2 separate regions of the Manis pentadactyla genome follow, and region 2 is linked to region 1. Evidence: chromatin contacts called from public Hi-C data. All regions are on one chromosome and are shown on one strand. Each heading gives the region's core, a stretch centred on a gene start, on an enhancer-like site or on the middle of the called end of the contact. The rest is flanking DNA. Distances are from core to core; before and after follow the strand shown.

Region 1 (7,734 bases), core at 2,998-5,497:
ACTATTGGATGGACAAGGAGTATTATTCAAATACAGAAGGAATAAAGTGCTGATGCATGCTATGACATGAACCTTGAAAACACTGCTGAATGAAAGCCAGACACGGGAAACCACATAGTATGTAATTTCATTTATATGAAATATTCAGAATAGACAAATTCAGAGAGAACTAGATCGGTGGCAGCCAGGGGTTGCAGGAGGCAGCAACAGGAAGTGACTGCTAATGGGTATGGGATTTCTTTTTGGGGTGATGAAAATGTTTAAAAGCAGAGAGTGGTGATGGTTGTACAACTTGGTGAATATACTAAAAACCACGTAATTGTAAACTTTAAATAAGGGTGAATTTTATGGTATGTGAATATCAATTTAAAAAAAAGAAATGAATCTTACCAAAAAAAAGTCCTAATTGCTAGGAAACATAAAGTCTTTATATTTCAAAAAGAATTCTACTTTTAAAATTATATAACAGCTTCAGCTAATACTGGATCCCTTAAGGCATAAAACATTTTTTAATTTATCTTTGTGTCTCTGGCACCATACCACACAAAGTTTAGTTAATCTGAATTCGTAATCCCACCACTTATCTTTCCTTACAGTCCTAACACCTAGTCTGGTCCCAAATACACAAATTATTTGTTTTTGGCTAGAATTTACATAATCAGAGAACTTCATCATGAGCAATTTCAATCAAAGCAAAGAATATAGACACAAGTGGGGCTTGTTAAATTTAGCACCCTTAATTTCTAAAATTGAACATGTCCTTGCCTTATACCAGTCACACACACAAAAGGTACTGGGATACAAAAATGGATGAGATATAATTTTTTGCTCCTTACAGGCTCAAACTCTAGGCATCACAGAGGTAACTTGTGTAAAATTTAATTGTTACTAACAGGTAAAGGAAGCAATCAAAAGGGAATGTACATAAATTCTATTTAACTGAGTGCATTTTTCTTCACTGGCCAGATTTGCCTTGTTCTAGTTTACTTTGACTGTTAAAAAAAATCTGAATGGTTGTGGAATGTTCAGAAAGGCTGGAAAATGCATTTTAAAATCTGTAAGTGATAACAGAAACATAAATAGCTGAGTTACTTGTCTGAGGTAATGCCCAATTATAAAGCTATATAACTGACAACTGAAGAGGACATTTGTAAAAGAAGCCTGTTTTATTTCAGAGGAAGAACCCAAGACCAAATAGTTAAGAGATCTTAACACTGAGAGTTAGCGCCTGAGTCTAGTGAATCATCATACCTGTTTCTCCACAACAAAATCAACATCTACACCACACATTAGCTTAGAAACCATGCCTAGGTAATGAAATCTCAGGATGAAGATTTGGGTAGGTATTTACCGATTTTTTCTTTTTGATGTATAGAATATGAATATCTTCACTTCGATATTCTTCATCATGCTTTTCCAAAGGAATTTTTTCAAAGTCAAAGTCTAATTGAAGGAGCTATAAATTGAAAAGAGATACATCTTCAAATTCAATTAATATGAACTGTTTTATGGTGACAGAAGTCTGAATGATGGAGTAATACAGACTGGGAAGGGGCACAGGAGGCCTTCTGAGGTCCTAAAAATGTTCTTTATCTTTATGTTGGGTAGTGATTACTTGGGTGTCTACACATGAAAAACTGAGCTGAGCACTTGACATATGTGCATTTTACCTAAGTTGTAACTCAACTGACACTGTTTAACAATAAAAAAATTTCAATTATAGTTTCAAAAGTTCAGTAACATTCTTCATATTCAAGAAAAACATGTAAAAAAACATTTTAGTATATGTATGAGGCAGTGTCATATATTTGCTTTCTCATTTAATCAATGTCATTTTTGGTAGTTTTGTAGTTTTATCAGTGGATAAATTTCAGGGCTATATATATGTGAAGAGTCACTTGTAATTTTCATGGACTTAGGAACATAAAAATGGTTTGGTTGACCACTGGTGGCAGATGGGTGAAGGATACATTGGATACTATGTGCTACTTTTGAAACTCTGAGTTTTTATTTCAAAATAAAAGGTTAAAGAAAACCCTGAAAATAGTTATCTTGGTCTAACTTTCATAAAAATGTAGAGGAAAACACAGACTTAAAACCTATCACAAATCATGTTTGTATGATATATTCTCCAAGAGTAATATATACATCATTAATATAGTCCCCAAAGCTATCATGTTTAATGAAGAAATGTTCTCAGAAAAGACAAAGTTGTCACCATTAACTACTTTCTGTTTTTCTCTAGCTACTAAATCATATAAAAAGGAGGGGGGAGTTTAGTAGAAAGGTGGGCTATAAAGGATCCTATCCTGGGTTCACACAGGCAGAATGTTTTCCCCACTCAGTTACCATAATATACTTGAATACAGTCACACAGAGCCTCCCTGAAGGGTAATCACTACAGAAGAGTACTCACCTCAAAATATTTTTTCTCAATTTCTGGATTTTTTCCCATTGTTCGTTGTTCATAACAACATATAATACAAGTCTCAAATCCACTAAGATCTTTTAGGGTTTTCAATAATGGCTCCAAAGACTGTTCAAAAAGGAATACAATATTTATGACTTTTTAAATTTTTGTATTTTTACTGTAAAAGGGAGTAGGGGAAATGGGAAGGGGCAATTATTACTCCCCTCCAATTGATCCATCTTTGAATCAATCCAACAAAATACATGTAGTTACAGCTCATTAACTAATGACTGGCAAACTCCTCAACAAAACAGTTTTGACTTCAGTTTCCAGAGAAAGGATTCAAGTGACTGCATTTCAGATCCCCACAGGAAAACAAATGGAACTGACTTCACTCTTAAAAATTTTCTTTAATCTAATTTACTTGGGGTTTAAACAATTAGCAATTCACCTACAAAAGCAAGTCTGACCCTAACCTGAACATAAACTGGCTCAATGATCATTATTTAAAAAATGAATGATGCCCACAATGCTATCTATATAAACTCATATTTTAAAAAAATCATTCTGAGTCAATCCTTCCACAGAACAAAGAACTTTTTACAATGCAACTCAATTCTCAATGTCATCGTTAATATGTTCACTAGGAACATTTAAGTAAAAAAATGTAATTTTAGGTTTTCATAACAGATCCGAATGGCAAAATCCTTTAAAAATTTTACAGAAACCTCTAGTAAAATGCACATAACACTTTTCTCAACAGGCTTCACAGGCCTATATGTTAATCATGAGTGTATATGTATACAGGTAGTCCCCGGTGGCTTTTATTTTCTCTTCACTGTGTTATCAACTATAGGACAAATATCCTGTATTCAGAGATGTTAAAACGTAAAAAAACGTGTGCTTTGGAACCCACCAAATACAGTATATCTTCTAAAGAAAGAGACCTCACTCGCTTAATACTTACCTCTTCATAGTATATGCAGTCAGCCATCAGTATGTAGTCTGGCGGAGAAGTAAAGTCCTCTATTTCTTCCCCCCTTAAAAATGTCAATCAAATATTTTATCTGTTGCTTTAATGACTTAAAATATTTTTTTATCAACAAGACCCGTAAAGTCCCCTTCGTATTAAACATGCTTTCAGTGAAACGAAATTTAAAGCAAAATACAAATCATTATCTTAAAACAAGCTTAAAGGCCATACAAACCATTTCAGTACCTTGGCTTGAACAGAACCAGTGACAAGATGCTTGTTCATATTAATATTCATCTTCAGCAAGTCTTGTAATTCCTCAAGATCGGTGACTACAACATCTGCCCTATAAAATAACATCAACTGAAGTGTAGGCACACGGGTGGGAAGCCTGTGATCCAGGTTTCTCGAACAAAGCGGCGCCCCCTCCCGCCAGCTCTTACCCGAGGGTAGCAGCCATGAGTCCCACTGCCCCGGTACCGGAGCCCAGCTCCAGCACCGACCGCCGGCACAGAACGTGGGTCCCATCGCCGGAAAACCCGGCCGTTTCCAGGTATTTAGAAAGTACAATAGCAGCGTCCCAAACAACACAACCTACGCCTCCGGAGCCATACTGTTGCAGTCGTAATACTGTGCCATCTCGCTTCTCCAAAATTCGCACAAAGTTCTGCAGAGGGTCCTCCACGGAGGACTCCGGGGTTGTCGCCATCGCTGCCCGGCAACAGAATGCGGCGCACGCAATGACGTCACTACCAAGCGCACCGCCCTGCGGCCCCGCCTTGCGAGGGGCCCGGCACCTCCCGGGGGGCTGAGTTGACGCCACGGCGCGTGCGCGAAGGCACGAAGGCCGGAAGGCAGTGTTACCTGGGCGTAGCCAGTAGAGCCGCCGGCTTCCGCCAAACGGTGGATCTACACGCTCCTCTAAATTTAAAGTCTGGTTTAACGAACAGGCAGTTTTAAGTCACTCTTACACAGAGAACTAATATTATGATCTGTCCTTTAAAAATAAAGCCATCATCCTTACCTGGTTGTGGAGATCGCTTGTCACAGTAATTAGCCTTAAATCCAGGCAGCTTCCAAGGTCCTACCAAGGAAGGCTATAATCCTCCTTATCAAGTTTCCTGGCATGTTCCTAATTTTTCATCTGGATTTATAAAAGCAGTTGCTGGAAGCTTGATAACTGCGTTTAACTGAAGACAAAGTTGTCCCTCAAATTTACATTAAATTCTTTGGGATTGTGTAATTCGCACAAAATGCTGAAAATAATGTGTACGTATATATATTTCTACATAACAATCTCCCCCCTTGTTCTTTACAATGAACACACGTATTTTAAAAGTCTTTTAAAAATTAAGACTGGGGTGATTTATTAATCTTGTTAAGAACTCTGATACAAAGCACAGTAAAAGGCCACAGACCAGTAAATAGATAACGTGGCTTTTGGCTTCTTTACAATTGCTGCTACAGCACTATCAGCAAAACACTTTCCATCAATTTCAACGAATGAGTCCAAATGGCTAAAGTTTTACTTCTCTGATTAAAAAGTTTAATAAAGCTTTAAGTATTTTCTGGTTTAAATATTACCAATTTAAAAAAATATTTAAAAAAATTTTTAGTTAACATAAGATTTATAAAGTTACTAGGTTTTGAAGGCAAGGTAGTTGGTTCCTATGCCATAAGAAACTTTTCCTCTTAATTTTTTAATTAGTAAATAAAGTAGCAGATTGTATTATAGGCCTCAAGTCACTTAAATCTCTATAGGGTATTAGCAGTTATCTTTAAATATACAATATAAACAAAACTGTACATACATGGCATATTAACTTTTTTTTCCAAAATAATAGTCAACTCATTAGCTAAAGACACCTAGTCTGCAAAAAAAAAAAGGCACATCTGAATGAGATACATGCCCTTTTTCCCTCTTATGATTAGGTTAGGTAGTCTTTGTTTACATTTTGACAAACAGTGCATTCTATTATTTTCATTCTATTTTTCATTTTTGTCTTCAGCAGCAAATTCTGACATTTAAGACATGGCATTAAAGAGTTTAAGAACAATGGGTATTATTCATAATTTTAAATGTAAAAACTAGAAGTAAAAACTAGAAGATAGGTTTAAATAGGTTTAAAAATCCCTAACACCATACACCCCCTAATTGTGTAAATTCATTGCCTTAAAAAGGCATCTATTACTCAAATTTGAAAAATTCCACAATGCACTATCCCTTTTCAGTGCAATCAATGTCACTTTAAACCATTATTTTAGCAGATTCTACAGTGCAAATATAAATTCTTTATACTGGCCTTTTGGCAGCACTGAGGATCCAAGACAAAGCAATGCTACTGATCACCTGAGGAGAACAGTAAAAGACTTGCATTTTTATTTTCCAATTTTTAAAAGCTTATTTGATCAGTAGCATTTTTGTAAGAGCATTATTTGTAAAAAGTACTAAAATATTATGCCTTTTTTTGAATAAATTAAAAAAAAAACCTTTACAAATACCATTCCAGTGTCAATGACTACATATGGCTAAAGTCATTGAGGAGTTTCTGCATTTTCCAGCAAAGGCAGTCTATACGATGGGGGGTGCGAAAGCTCCCGTTTGTAAGTCTTTGGTGGCAGTTTTGGTAGGTGAGGGCTTGAATTCTGCCTTGGTGGAACAGGAGGAGCTTGAGGATGAGCAAGATTATTGTGACTAGAACTGAGCACATAGCATCGACGTGGTATCCTAGGAGAGGGTGTGCTAGGAGGAGTATTTGGCGAATTTGGACATGTACTGATGTCTCTGAACCAATCTGGATCTCTGTGAAGATGTCCCAGTGGAGGCAGCTGAAGATTAAATGGACAGTTTATAAAGTGTTCTGGAGGCCGAAGGGGAACTGGTGGAGGGGTATCCGGAAGAGGATCTCTCGGTGGTGGTGGAGGTGGACTGTGCAGAGATGCATCAAATGCACCAGTAGGAGCAGGAACTCTGGGTTTTACCTTTGGAGGGGGAGGTTGTCTTGGTGGAATAGCTGGGGGATCATCATCAGATTTCAGATTTCCCTCAAAAAAAAAACCCCACATAATTAAATTATACCTCTGTTCTCATGAAAGATCTGTAAGAAAAAGTTTTGAAAAAACTGAAAAATTCTTATATGTCAAGTTAAATCTAGAGACTCAATTGATTAAAATAGGTTAATTTGGTTTAATGATCAGGTTAATGAATAAATTGTTTCCAGTTTAATTCAAAGCCCAGTCATGATTTTTATATATGAGATGTTTTCATGGAAATCTTAGAACATAATGCCTCAGATTTCAAAATTTCCAAAATTTATGCATTTTAATCCTAATAGGCAAGTGAGTGAAAAGGATATATATATAGCTCTGTAGATACTAAAGGACATGATGTCAAGGGGACTTAATGCTTTCTGGTCTCTACTTCACTTTCTCCAGAGAGGCTTAGAATGGTGGTTCTCAAAGTGTGATCCAGGGACCAGTAGCATTGACACCAGTAGGGACCTTATCAGAAATGCAAATTCTTAGGCCCCACCCAGACCTACAGAATCAGAAACCCACAATCTGGTTTTAACAAGCCTTCTACAGGATTCTGATGCAGCCTAAAGCTTAAGAAGCACCAGCTGAAAGTCTGAAAAATGGTTTGAATACTAAAGTTCTTTCTACGTCTACCAGAAACAAAATGTACTTCTGAGTATCTGTGAATCTGACCAGTATGTTTTTTAGAAAAAGTGTTATGAGTATTAAACAGTTATTTAAAGTATTTTTCAAATAAAACAACACAAATGTTTAAAAACAATAAAGGGTAGCAAAAGTATAAATGACAGACTCTTTGTAAGAACAAGCATTATTTCAAAGATTCACAACTTTGAATAAGTTGAGGCAAACATAAGTCCTGTTGACTACCTTGGAATTTGAAGCATCATGATCAAACTTTTTTCGAGGTGGCAGTGGAGGAGGAATCAGTGGCTCTTCACTTAGTTTATGTAAACTACCACAGGAACTGAAGAAAGACTCTACGGGTAAGAAAGATCAAACACAATTCATGGTGTTATTGTAAGACAGAACTATGTTTCAATCTGTGATGACCTCTGCTAAAGCATCTGTCAGGTTGAACCGTAGCTCGGTACTAGTTTATCTATCCTCTCCACTAAATGTAAATTTCTACAGGGCAGTGTGTATTTATTTTTGTATCCCTGGCACCTGACACAGTGACAGTGCCTGGAATAGGGTACAAACTAGAGCTAAATGAGGACATACTATTTAATTAAGATTAAAATGAGATTTAGCTCCCTGAAAAAGCCTTTTTAAAATCTAAAACAGACAAAAACATATCTGTATAAACTGAAGTAAC
Region 2 (7,734 bases), core at 2,689-5,188, 190 kb before region 1:
CACACTCAGGCATAACTAATTATCAAGGCTTTGATTGGGATATAACTTTTTATGGTTAAAGAGGAAGAATGAAGGAAGTAGTTCCTCAGCTGACACAGGGAGAGGATGAGGGAGTGAACTATAATTTTGGTTCCCAGTGTACCTTTAAATACTTTAAAATGTTTGCATGCATTAAAGAATACCGTAATTGAAAATTATTTAATTGTATTCTTTGGACTGTATTTTTTGAGTCTCAATCTTCACTGTAATCATCAAAAAATGTTTAAAATTTTACTACATACCAGGCATTACACTAGGAACTGAGGATTCAAAAATGAATGAGATACGACAGCTTGTAAACATAGAAGCATAACACCAAGAGAGGGCTAATTCTCCTACCTCAATTAGTTTCTGTTGGACAGAATCAGAAATTTTTCTCAAGATCTCCTTCATTATAGCTCACTTACTCTTGATTTCTACTCTTAGTAGGTTTCCTGGGGCTCTATATCTTCTTTAAAATAGACATGGATCAGTTCTGGGTAAGCCTGAACTAAGGACTCAAAATAAAGCCATAAACAGGTGATGATATATTCATCAAACAAGTATGTAGTCAGACCGCCCTTGCCATGTGTCAGAATGGCCTTAGCACTGCATGGGATAAAAAGAAATGTATGACAGTCACAGAAAGCGAGAGATTTTAAGAAATATAGGAATTCAGAAACAGGAGTAAACAGCACGAGGTGCTATTGCTGAAGATGACTTGTTCATTTTATAATCAGAAATCTAAGCCACTCTTTGTTAGTTAATATTTTTCTTAAGTTATTTTAGTCAGGAACATCATAGCGGTTGTTGAATCACTAGAAATTCTGAAATGTTGTTTTCTAAGGGGAGCCTGGTTTTTAAGTAAGCTAGAGAAATGGCTTCATTTGTAGTACTTGAGTTAAAAAGTCAGAGATGAATTTTTCTATAGTTTCTGGAGTTTTCATTTGTCTTTAAAATTCAAACAGTGGAACAGTGCAAACTGAAATATGAAAATATTGTTTTATAAATGCAGTTTATAAAATTCCACTGAATGGAAATACATATTTTTTAAATTGAAATTTACATTTTTTAACTGTTTTAAGAAGAAATTAAGAAAACAAAGTATTTCATCAGTGATATGATTTAGTAGTTGCCCAAATTGTTACTTTTTACAGATATTTTGGTTTTATTGAAATTCATTTACCTTTTTTTAACAAAAAAAAACTGCCAAGATTATTTATCCGAAGTTAAAATTCTTCATTGTGTGTATTTTCTGGCCACTATTATTTGTTTTGTTTTATGATTACCACTTAAAATAATTTATTGTATAACTTAATATATGATGGGCCACTCTAGATGTCCAATAAAGATATACAACTGTGTGAAAATCTTGTTGATTAACCTATTATTTCAAACCCCCAGATAAAAATAGTACGTGCCTTTCCTTTTTTGTTTTCTTATATGGTATAAAAGGCATTCAATCATTCAAATGATGACAGAACTTCTGGTTAAAGAGGAAGAACTAAGGAAGTACCTATATGCTGTCACTGAGGACATTACATTGACAGGGCCAAGTCTCTACCTCCATGAAGTCTGCATTCTGGAGGAATGTAAATGGAACATGGCTTTCAAAAATATTTTTTTATCCCTAGCACAGTGTTAGTGGCAGGTAGATGCTAGTGCTTCAAGTTGCTTCTGTTTTAAAGTATATCACGCCTTCCATTGGAAAATAAATCCAAGCACAGCAGGTCAATTCTCCCATCTACTTGGAAACACTGTAATATGCCCTCAGAAAACTATAATGTTGCAATGAAACAAAATACAATACTCACCTCTATTTGTGACATACAAAAAAATTCCTCCCTTAAATATAACAGTAACTACTATGACACTTTATAATTTAAAACATTTTAAGAAATACAGTAATTGAGCTTCGAACAACTCTGTGAAGTAGAGAAAGACAGCATAATTTTTGGATTAAGAGGATGAACTTTTGATTCATAATTTAATCTCAGCTCTGTGACTTTCAAAACATCACTTAACCTCTCTGACCCTCGGTTTCCTCATATGTAAAATATTAATAGTCAAAGTTACCTCATATGGTTGCCGTGTGGATTAAAGTAAGATATATAAAGTATTTACTACAGTGTTTACCATAACAATAAATGTTGACTATTGTCATTAGTGCTATCATTCTCCGATTTTACAGATAAAGAAAATGAAGATTACAAAGGCTGTGACTTAAGAATGCACAACTGTAAAATGGAGGGGAGACACTCTGAACCCTTATGACTCCAAAACTTTTTTCAGCTTTATGTCAGTGTAAAATAAGGCAGATGGAAGTACAGTAGATCAGTCAGAATATTAACAACTTCAGTGTTTATTTCACACTGAATTTTATAAGGTTATCATTTAATCAACCTATCATCATCAAATTTTCTTAAATTGTGAAATAAAGTTACCATAAACGCTGTTACAGCATTTTCCTTTAAAAAAAAAATTTCCTGTTTTTGCTCCCCTTGGGTTTCGAGTTTTTTAGGCTTTCACCTTCTTTTAAGTCAAACTTGTCACTAACCATTTGATACAAGGTTTCCTAAAGTCTTCCACAAACATTCTGTTATTTCAACCTCAAGTGGGTGCAGAGAGCAAGGTCAGTATTACACTGTTTACACACGAGATAACAAACGCAGCAAGGTTAAATGCCTAGATCCTGGCCAAAGATGTAGTCTTTCTGATTCTAAATCCTATGCTAAGACTGTTTCATATAGGCTTCTTAAAGTATGGGATGGGTGGGTGAGAAGCTTCTGCTAATCACATTAAAAGTGACATTTAAACTTGAAAAGATATCACCTTCTAAAAAGTTGAAAACGCGGCAAGGCACGGGAACTCTTGATAATACTTTTAAAGAAACATGGACTAGTCCTGACGAGATGGCTCAGATACTCCAAAGAAAGGCATCCAAGCAAACCCAAGCCTAGTAAAAGCGCCACACTGGCAGATTTCACACAAGTGGCCCGACGTGTCTTCCAGGAAACACACAGAAAACGAGAGACAAAGGAAGCCACGGAGGAGTTGGGGTAAAGGTAAAAACAGCGGGTAGGGCTTCCCTGGAACACTGGGGGCGCGCGAAGCCTAGGAGGCCAGGAAGGGAACTCGTGGAGCATCGGGCGGACACTGAGGTCTGAGAACAGGCCTGGAAGCAGCGGGAGGAGGCGTTCGTCTGGCGAGCAGGCTGCCCGCGGGCCCCACCCAGCGGAGCTCCCCAGCGTATTTACTTCTCTGATTCGAGTCGCGGTGGAGGCACAAGAGGGCGCGTAATAGGTAAGGAGAGAAGGGAAGAGACTAGAGCAGCGACAGGAGGGCGAGGGTCAGAGTCCAAGTTTCGCGGGTCTGGGGGCTGAGCGGCCCTGTGAGCCGGCCGAGCCGCCGTAGTCCCGCCCCTCCACGCGTGGCGCCCATGACGTTTGGCGCGCGGGCCGCTCTCTTTACAGAGGTCGCTCTTGTCTGAACGGTCGGCCTCTGCTGCGCCTGCGTGGTGGGGAGGGGAAGTGAAGCGGTCTGTTCGGCGCCTTTTCCGGCGGCGGCGGCGGCAGAACTGGGAGGAGGTGGTGGAGGCCGGAGGTAGCCCTCGCTCGGGGCGGCGGCTGGAGGTAACCTCCTGGGCCGAACTGGAAAGGTGGGCCACCTCAGTTTCCGTCTCCCTCTAGCTTTCGGGCAGTAACTCCCTTTTTTCTTAATGTTTCTCTGCAGGGAGAGCACCGAGTTCCCGCGAGGATCAATGACCTGACGAGGCGCCAGAGCCGAACTGACTCTCGGGTGGCCTGGGTCGGTGGTGAGCCCGGCGGTCGGACCGGCGAGCGAGCCAGAGGGCCGCAGTGTCCCGCGGCGGAGAGAGGAGAAGGCGGAGGAGCGGGTACCGCGGAGGCGCTCGCGCGGCGCCTGCGGGGGGAAGGGCAGTTCCGGGCCGGCCGCGCCTTAGCAGGGCGGCGGCTCTCCCGGCGCAGACGCAGGGCCCCGGCGGCGGCCACGAGTGGGGAAACCAAGTTGTGCGGTCGGTGATGCCTGAGTGAACGGCGGGCCCGGGCCCCTGCCCCGAGGAGGCAGCTCCCACGCAGGCCGCACGGGTGCCCTCGCGTCCGGGAGGCTTCGTTTCTGTTTGGCGGCGGCAGCGGTGTTGTTGGCTGAGGGGACCCGGGACACCTGGATGCCCCCGGCCCCGGCTCCTCCGACGCGATGGGGAAGGTGCTCTCTAAGATCTTCGGGAACAAGGAAATGCGGATCCTCATGTTGGGCCTGGACGCAGCCGGCAAGACAACAATCCTGTACAAGTTGAAGCTGGGCCAGTCGGTGACCACCATCCCCACCGTGGGTTTCAACGTGGAGACGGTGACTTATAAAAACGTCAAGTTCAACGTATGGGATGTAGGCGGCCAGGACAAGATCCGGCCTCTCTGGCGGCATTACTACACCGGGACCCAGGGTCTGATCTTCGTAGTGGACTGCGCCGACCGCGACCGCATCGACGAGGCCCGCCAGGAGCTGCACCGTATAATCAATGATCGGGAGATGAGGGACGCCATAATCCTCATCTTCGCCAATAAACAGGACCTGCCTGATGCCATGAAACCCCACGAGATCCAGGAGAAACTGGGCCTGACTCGGATTCGGGACAGGAACTGGTATGTGCAGCCCTCCTGTGCCACCTCAGGGGACGGACTCTACGAGGGGCTCACATGGTTAACCTCTAACTACAAATCCTAATGAGCATTCTTCACCCATCCCCCGGAAGGAGAGAAATCAAAAACCCATTCATAGGATTATCACCACCATCACCTCTTTCAATTGCCACATTCTCCTCTTTTGAATTTGAACTCTGGAGTTACTGTTCTTACGGTTTGGGCGGGGGTTAGGGGTTTTCTTTTTATTTTCTTTTTTCTTTTTTCCTTTTTTCCTTTGCTTTAGGACGCCCTGATAAACGACATTTGACGTGAACACAAAGTGCTAGATGCTCTTGCCGACTTCCAGCAAATGGGATGGGGGTAAAATAAGTCTGGTAAAGTCCTTTATAATAATGGTTTGATTTTTTTTTTTATTTTGAAAGAATCTTTTTTTTCCCAGTGTATGCTTTTTTTTCTTTTTGCCCACTTTATCACTTGCTGTAGATGGCTTATTTTGCATTCATGCAGACTATGTTGCGAGTCTGTTTCATCTAGTAAACTGAAAATTATTGCTTAATCAAACTGCCGTTTGTCTTTTATATTTAAGGCCTTTTCCCCTCCCTTATGAGTTCTAACTTAGTGATTTTCAAAATGTGACGTTTTATATCGAAGACCAGTATAGCAAACTTAGCCCATAGTGGCAGAAGTGAGTAATACCATTGTAATATGTTCCAGTAGCACATAAGTGTGTTAAACAGGTAATGTAAGAAGTTCTTTGAAATGTCAGCTATTAAGTTCTGAAACATACATCATGCATGAGTAGGGATAAAACTCAAGTTCCCCATTACATAGTTAACACTGCATAAAAATACGAAAGTGTAACCTGTCGAGGACAGACTTTTTTCACTGCAAAGTTAGTTAACTTTGCTATGTTTTCCATCTTCTAACTTTAAAGATACATTCTTCCCAGAAAATGGAGCAATAATGGTATATACCACACACAGATGAAATATTTGTAGATATTTTAAGTGATTATGGGGTGAAACTGGAATATATACTTTACCGTATTTCAACTGTTTAAGACCAATAATTTAAAAATTACTAGAATGTTTACTTTGTTCATTAAGCATTTAACAATTCAAATAATATGCACATTTTACCTAGTGGAAAACCACACATTCCAGTTGTAACATTACAGCAACTGATTAGTGCAAGTCTATTTTTATAGATGAATGATCCACATCTCCATTAATTAGAACACTGGAAAAGATGTTTATAAAAAAGGTAATTCTGTTTGATTGTAGGATTAACTCATGCAAATAGATATCCTGTTGGTTCAATAATACACTATCTCTTAAGGAAGGAAATGTGATGAATGAATGAAGTGTAGGTTTGAGGAATGAACAAAGGGGAAGAAGCAGGATGAAAAGAACCTACAGATGACAATGAATGTAAAACTTTTTTCTTCAAGGGTAAGCCATGTGCTCACTGGTGATATCCAGATCCTAACAAGATTACTTGCTTAGCTGGTTAGGACCAGTAACCAGATGTTAATGCTTGATACAATATTGTGAAGCAGCATCTGGTTCTTATATAGCCTTAAGGATTAGTTTTAGAGATCCTCAAGGAATTAAGCTTAGGGAACTTAAGAAATGTAGACTGCAAAGGTAGTATACAAGAAAAGATGGAGAGGGTTTTGTTCATGAGGGTGTCTGAAACCTGAAACTGAGCGGGATATCATGGTATATAGTTGGACAGTACCGGTCCTTCATGCTTTGGCCATATTGTATGATGGAGCTTTTACCAAAGATGTATGAGAAAAATAAGGCTATAAAAAACTATTCAAAGTAAAACTCTTGAACAAACATTTTACTTAAGGCAGATGAGAAAAGGTGCTACGTTGTAGGCTCCTCATGGTGCAGAGGGATTTTTTAATTCAAAATGCAACTAAGGTACAATGTTTTCAGTTTCACTTCAGTATCTCTGGAAATGAAGCTGATGGATACATCTAAGAACATTTTAGTTGCTTTTAAAATTCCTAAAGCTCCACCATAAATCTAATGCTTAGTGTTTTAAGTGATTACATTTTAAGGTACCTAAACATGGGTTATGCAAATATCAATGCTATAGTAACATCCTGAAACAAGACAAGCACAAAGGTATAAATGCCTAAACTGGAGGAAACTTGAAACCCTCATGTTAAAATTCTTAAATGTAGTATTTCTAACTTGTGACAGATTGGTAGGCAGCCATTTTTTTGTCTTAAAATAACTGGGGGCATAGTTAAAATTTTATACATCAAGTGATTGTTATTGAATGTTGCAGGTGAGATGTGGTTATTTTTAGTTTATTTGAAATGTCTAACTGAAGAGGGGGAGGGGAAAGCAAATACTTGAATTTGGAAAACCCTAAACCTTTTCGTAAGAAATCGTACTTTTCAGTTACATTTTCTTTAAAGACACGAAAGGTTGATAACTGATGTAGTTAAATTGAACCATAACCATTGGTAATCATGGGGCAGGTAATTGCAGCCTGCAGAAGTTATAATTAAGAATTTAAAAATAAGATCCTGAAGTTTTTGTTTAATTATATCAATTTCTGTATTTATATGAATTTATAAACAGTAAGTTTTGAATGAAATTAATCTTGTCTAATATAAGTAAATGAGTCTGTAGACTGTGATCTCCCCAAACTAAAAAGTACAGTACTTGGAATTGTGTTCTTAATGGTTGTAGTGTTGGTAAAGCACTAATATGCAGAAAATAAAGGAATTACCCAGTGCAGTTTCTCATGTTATGTTACTCATTTGAACTAGATTAAGTGGGACATGTGGTGTGTTGGGCCATGTTATTCTCCAGGGACATATGGTATAAAGTGAGTTAATTTGGGAGTCACCTAGCTTTTATAAGAACAAAAAGAAGTCAGTTTGGTTCTAGTAATGCTGGCAGTATAAGGAGGTTTTGCCCTCATTTCGTTCCACCAAACTTAGTAAGATTCCATGATAATTTAGGACACAAAAGCTGAAAAATTTTTTAAGTTAAGGTTAGATAGCAGTTTTTATTATGCTGTTTTTTCA

The links. A called contact is a pair of places that touch in the nucleus more often than the background predicts.
Region 2: a Hi-C map of blood shows a contact between it and region 1, with 3 times the contacts expected there. The contact joins the promoter of ARF6 here to the promoter of VCPKMT in region 1. A contact is called at or near these places in 2 of 3 Hi-C or Micro-C datasets (blood and skin fibroblasts).

The regions. Positions count from the first base shown.
Region 1 is chr11:49,787,647-49,795,380 of mManPen7.hap1, reverse strand. It overlaps VCPKMT (valosin containing protein lysine methyltransferase), which reads right to left and starts at 4,247. Exons shown (of 5, transcript XM_036917229.2): 1 at 3,827-4,247; 2 at 3,630-3,729; 3 at 2,417-2,536; 4 at 1,352-1,456. The coding sequence starts at 4,092. SOS2 (SOS Ras/Rho guanine nucleotide exchange factor 2) reads right to left here. Exons shown (of 22, transcript XM_036917210.2): 21 at 7,287-7,396; 22 at 5,856-6,428. The coding sequence ends at 5,919.
Region 2 is chr11:49,979,095-49,986,828 of mManPen7.hap1, reverse strand. It overlaps ARF6 (ADP ribosylation factor 6), which reads left to right and starts at 3,938. Exons shown (of 1, transcript XM_036917145.2): 1 at 3,938-7,441. The coding sequence starts at 4,234. The coding sequence ends at 4,761.